Regions from separate parts of the Sus scrofa genome. Here region 1 is linked to region 2. A link is a contact called in public HiChIP or PLAC-seq data. All regions are on one chromosome and are shown on one strand. Each heading gives the region's core, a stretch centred on a gene start, on an enhancer-like site or on the middle of the called end of the contact. The rest is flanking DNA. Distances are from core to core; before and after follow the strand shown. Region 1 overlaps LOC106508840. Region 2 has its middle 22 kb from the start of TNFAIP3.

Region 1 (2,700 bases), core at 50-2,549, 180 kb after region 2:
GCATACCAGTGGTTGAGGAGGGCTTTAATTTAACTTGGTGTTTGATGCCACTCAAGATTCGCCCTAAATTCTATTTGTTAAATTTGATTTTTTGATCGTGGGGCTTATTCGCTTTGGACTTTAGAAAATACACAGGTTGAAAGCAGGTTGAGTTTTCCAAGTTTTCTTTGGCCATGACTCAGAGCAAGAAATTTTACTTTAAAACCCTCTACACAGGGATGCACTTTAATATATTGCATTGTATAGTAGCATATTGTATTGTATTGTAATATATTCTACAATGCTTGTCATGGCCTACATAGTTACCAAAACAGCAATCAATTGTGACCTGTAGTTTAAAGTACACTGTTCTAGTGGGCAGGTCCACTAGGTTTTGATTTTCTTTCTGTTAAATATTTTGGTTTACATGAAGGTTTTTTGGTTTGTTTTTAAAATACTGGCCAAAGATAGTATTTGATAGGGAAGTATTTTCTAGGGAAAATAAGTTTATTCTATTCAAAACTTATCCTCTGGAACTTTTTTGGTCACAGATGAGAAATGTTTGGAACTGGAAGGAACTGCAGTGGTCAGCTACATAGACATCGCTCCTATATGAGCGTTCATGATACAGCTCTCTGTGTTTGGATATAGCGATCCTAAAAAGGCAAGTCACAAAAACTGCCCCCTCTGCCTTTCGACACTTCTGAACATAACTAGCTCCCAGTTTACTTTTCTAATTGCTTGTTTGCCGTGATCTCATTCTCCCTTGAAAATCTCAAGGTATGGTTTTTTTTGTTTTGTTTGTTTTTCATTTCCTCGCTGTTTTTTCCAGGTCACAGAACCACAGTTGGCTTGATTATGGTTTGAGGTCACCAAAAAGCTTAATCTAGACAGGGAGGAGGGGGGACACCCAAGATTTTATTGTACATCTAAATTGCTGTCTGATTACACGGAGAGATTCAGATGAGCTGAAGAACTAAGCAGTGGACATTCGAGGGGACAAGCAGTGTTAAAGCTACTCCTTGTTGAAGAAAGGTGGATCGCGTGCTGCCATCTATCGGTGACACTATGAAACAGCAGTGTTTAAATGTCGGCAATTTTGAATGCCCCTTGTTTTTATAAAAATTCTGTTTTGGAGGGAATGAAAGTTTGCTTCACTCATGCGCCAATATTTTATTTCCCAGGCAGCCTTGGCTTCAAGTTAAAGCATCTGTGGATGGAAATGACCCATCTTTCACCCTCATGAAGCTTGTCTGTAAAGCAGACCAAAGGGAAGGGGGAATTCCCACCCTGTCTCATTACTGTCCAAGCCGACATACTTCCCCTTCAGGATGCTTTGAGAGAAGGAGGGACTGTCTGCTGCTGTCAGAGGGATTTCAAAGAACACACTGTTCCCAGGCTTCAGATCTCCCTGATTGCTTCATTGGTCTCTTAAGATAACCATATGTTATGTGCAAAGGGCAGCTTTAAAACAAAACAAAATAGTCCCACCCTGTTTGGAAGCTTGTTGATTCTAAATGCTACACCACTGCGGGTAGCCCTCTGGGTTTATTTATTAGTGAGGGACACGGACATGGAAGCTCTGCTGGCTTCCATCCTTGTTCATTTTAAAAAACGGCAGGCCCAAGGAGAGTTAACAAAATTGTATATCTAAAATGTTTGCACTGGAGTTCCTGTGGTGGCTCAATGGTTAATGAACCCGACTAGTATCATCGAGGATGTAGGTTCGATCCTTGGCCTTACTCAGTGGGTTAAGGATCTGGCATTGCCATGAGCTGTAGTGTAGGTCTCAGACGCAGCTTAGATCCCAAGTTGCTGTGGCTGTGGTGTAGGCCAGCAGCTACAGCTCTGCTTCGACCCCTAGCCTGGGAACCTCCATATGCTGCAGGTACAGCCCTAGAAAGACAAAAAGACAAATAATAATAATAATAATAAAATGTTTGCACTGAAAAAGATAATCATTTTTAGTGGACAAATTCAGTGCAATTTGTATTATTAATTATATAATTGTAAGACTTATTTAGACATTAATTTATAAAGCCCACTAGCAATGGAATAAATACCCATGGCACACAAATTTAAAGCAGAATGTCTGTCTGTCTATCTATCTATCTATCTATCTATGCTGAGCACTCTATTCAATCTGGGATTCATCAGTGAACAAAGCATTCCGAACCTCAAGTATATACTCAGATGGTCAGGTGAGGAGCGATAAACAATGAATTAATTAAATATATATATGTAATTAATAATATATGGCATTGGAAATAGTGATGAGTCCTGTAGAAAAAAAAGGTTGCAGGGAATGGGGTAAGGAAGGTGTGTGAAGGGTAGGTTGTAATTTTGAGTTGGGTGGGTAGGGTATGCCTGTGGGGAAGCTGGTATCTGAGCAGAGACTTGCAGTGTATGAAGGCGTTAGCCATGTGGATGTGGGGAGAATTCCAGGCAAGGGGAGCAAGCAGCTTGTGCAAGGGCCCTGAGGCAAGAGTGTTCCTGAATTGATGGAGGAAGCCAGTATGACTGGAGTGAGGAGGTTGGCAGTGGGCACTAGGAGGGAATGAACTTAGGAGGAAAATCTGTTGGGACTGCCTCACTACCCTGGCTTTATTTAACTACCCAGAATGCTTTAGATGAGGGATTGTATGTGCTAAACCCAGGCAGCAGAGAAGTGGCCTTATTCTAACAGGAGCAGATACTCAAAGCCAGAAAAGCTCAGGGTTA
Region 2 (2,700 bases), core at 145-2,644:
TCTTTCTTTCTTTCTTTCTTTCTTTCATGATTTAAATAGCATACTACAATAGCGGAAAGGTCTTTAAAAGATAAGCAGAAATTACAGTCAGTCTTTTGAAATGAAGTGTCCTGAGGTTATATTAAATTAGTCCTGCATTATTTAGCATATGGCTCCTAAATATGAGGAAATATGTCATATAAATAACTCAAAATAGTTGCTGCACATCATCTCAACTTTCTCACCACCTATATTGCAAGGGATATTTATTTACATGTCACTTGCTCTTCGTCCAGCATCTTAGGCTTGATTCCTTCTTAGTGACTCTGGGTCTTCAGACAGCAAACGTTGGAGATCATTCATAATTATGACCACTTCTCATTGAAAGAAGATACAGTGGAAAAGTGAGGTGAAGGTCAAAGAGGAGACTGACGGTAACAGGTCTGAGCAGACTTGACTGAAGAATTCTACACAAGAATTACACATGTATTTACCTGAGGAGTTAGGACGTTCTGTGCAGCCCTCCATCTGGATGACATTATTTAATAAAGTTTGTATATATATAGCCCCAGAGAGATGGGCTTGGGGTAGCTTCCACTGAGAGAAGTCAAACATTTAAACAACAACAAAAAAGTTACAGTGCTAAAAATTTCTGAACCCAAAGAAGACAGAATTTCCTCCAATCACAAGGAACGAAGGCAAATGTCACATTTCCTGGCTGCCCACTCGACTTACCACACCCCCTCCCCCAGCTCCCCTTTAGCAACAGAGAAAGAAATCACAGTAGTGAATTAATAATTCTGTGAGACAGACTTTCCTTCCCCTGTGTGTGATTCAGCGCTGCAGCCCGGAGGAGAGGTGGCGGCGAGTTCTTTAACTCTGCGCGCTCTGCACTGGCTTTCAGTATTAGCCATCCGGAGTTTTTGAAAATTAACACTGGAACAAAAGTGACTATCATACTCCATGTCCCCTTCATCCGCCCTCGGCCCAAACTTTATTTAGGTTTCTTTAAGGTTGCTTAAGAAAAAAGCAAGAGGAGAAAAGAATGGGAAACACTGCTTAGAAATGGCGAGATCAAACCAACACTCAAAGCATGTTGTATCAATTACCCCCACCCGTGATTGATTTTACTATGAACGGAAGGAAAAAGGTCTTTTTACCATAAATGACACTCCTTCAACTCTGTAATCAGCCCCCTTCCCCTCTCTTTCCAGCATATCTATTTAATCATGCATGACTGCAGCAAGGTGATGCAATAGTTTCAATGTAACTGCCTTATCTCAGCCTGGAATGAGAAACCTCGTGTGACTGAGGAGCTGACAGCGCGGCCCCTTGGGCATCAGAAGAGCCCTGAGAGTTTTTCCCCTGTGGCCTTGCAAGGCATCTGTAGCACCTGAGCCTTCCGGGAAGTGCCCCCAATAATCCACAGACTGGGCGGGAACTCCAGGGCACTGGGCTGACTTTTCCTGGCCTGTGCATGTCTAAGATAAGGGTCTGCTAAATAAACGCCATTTCCACCCCCTGCTCTGCTTTCTGGGTTTTCAAAACTGTGAAAGCCTTACCTAAAGCAAAGTATACACCCAGAGGACATCTGGTTCACCAGTAGTGGGGCTGAGGCCTCTGACATGTCCTATTGGCTCCAGTTCTTCAGCCTTCCACCAACAATGGATGGCAGCCACTGAAGATAGATTTCTAGTGGGCAGGATTCTAGTGGGTGAGCGTCCCACTGACAGGCAGTGTGAACTCTTCCAGGAACTCTTCCAGTAAAATCACCTCTGCGTGCTAAGACCTCTCAGGATGCTCTAACCTGGGGAGGCTGAATTACTGTATTGACAGCTCAGCTATGTGGACCATTGTATGGAATGGCTGTCTCCCCCGGCAGAGAATGAGAGAATCCTTGGAGCATGATTCTATGGGATCCTTGGAAATTCACTGTTATTGTTATTATTATTTGTGGGTATCTTGATTTTTTTATTAAAGTATAGTTTATTTACAATGTTGTGCCAGTTTCTGCTGTACAGCAAAGTGACTCAGTCATATGCACATATATACATTCCTTTTCTCATATTATCTTCCATCGTGGTCTATCCCAAGAGACTGAATAGAGTTCTCTGTGCTGTGCAGCAGGACCTCATTGCTTACCCATTCTAAATGTAATAATTTTCATCTACTAACCCCGAACTCTCCATCCATCTCACTCCCTTCCCCCTCTGCTTTGACAACCACAAGTCTGTTCTCTATGTCTGTGAATCTGTCTTTGCTTATAAATCTGTCTTTGCTTATAGATAGGTTCATTTGTGCCATATTTTACATTACACATATAAGTGATATCATATAGTATTTGTCTTTCTGACTTACTTCACTTAGTATGAGAATCTCTAGTTGCATCTATATTGCTGCAAATGGCAGTTTGTTCTTTTTAATGACTGAGTAGTATTCTACTGTGTATATAAAACACATCTTCTTGATCCACTCATCTGTTGATGGACATTTAGGTTGTTTCCATGTGTTGGCTGTTGTGAAAATTCACAATTAATATTCTCCAGCCCATGATAGCACACTCTGGAAGGTGCCCGAAGCTGCTCACTTACAAAGGAATGAAGAGACCCCAGATGTGGTTGAGGCTGAAAGGTGTTTGGACACTGCTCTCCTCAGAGGAGGAGAATTTGGGTCTTGGTACCCAGAGCAGCAGTAAGAGGTCACTTCATTTCCTTCCTACTT

Evidence for each region. HiChIP or PLAC-seq counts read pairs in DNA pulled down with a chosen protein or histone mark.
Region 1: a contact with region 2 is called in an H3K27ac HiChIP or PLAC-seq map of alveolar macrophages. The contact joins two enhancer-like sites. A contact is called at or near these places in 1 of 5 promoter capture datasets (fetal skeletal muscle) and 1 of 2 datasets of contacts at active chromatin or transcription factors (alveolar macrophages).

The regions. Positions count from the first base shown.
Region 1 is chr1:26,642,717-26,645,416 of Sscrofa11.1, forward strand. The region is part of intron 3 of LOC106508840; the gene reads left to right. Among named protein-coding and RNA genes, the nearest start is that of OLIG3, 160 kb to the right of the region's middle. Within about 2 kb of position 1,300, at least 25 of the 83 cell types and tissues checked have an H3K27ac peak or open chromatin away from gene starts, as enhancers often do. A contact at or near this core is called in alveolar macrophages, where this site is marked.
Region 2 is chr1:26,462,332-26,465,031 of Sscrofa11.1, forward strand. No RefSeq gene overlaps it. Among named protein-coding and RNA genes, the nearest start is that of TNFAIP3, 22 kb to the right of the region's middle. Within about 2 kb of position 1,395, at least 8 of the 83 cell types and tissues checked have an H3K27ac peak or open chromatin away from gene starts, as enhancers often do. A contact at or near this core is called in alveolar macrophages, where this site is marked.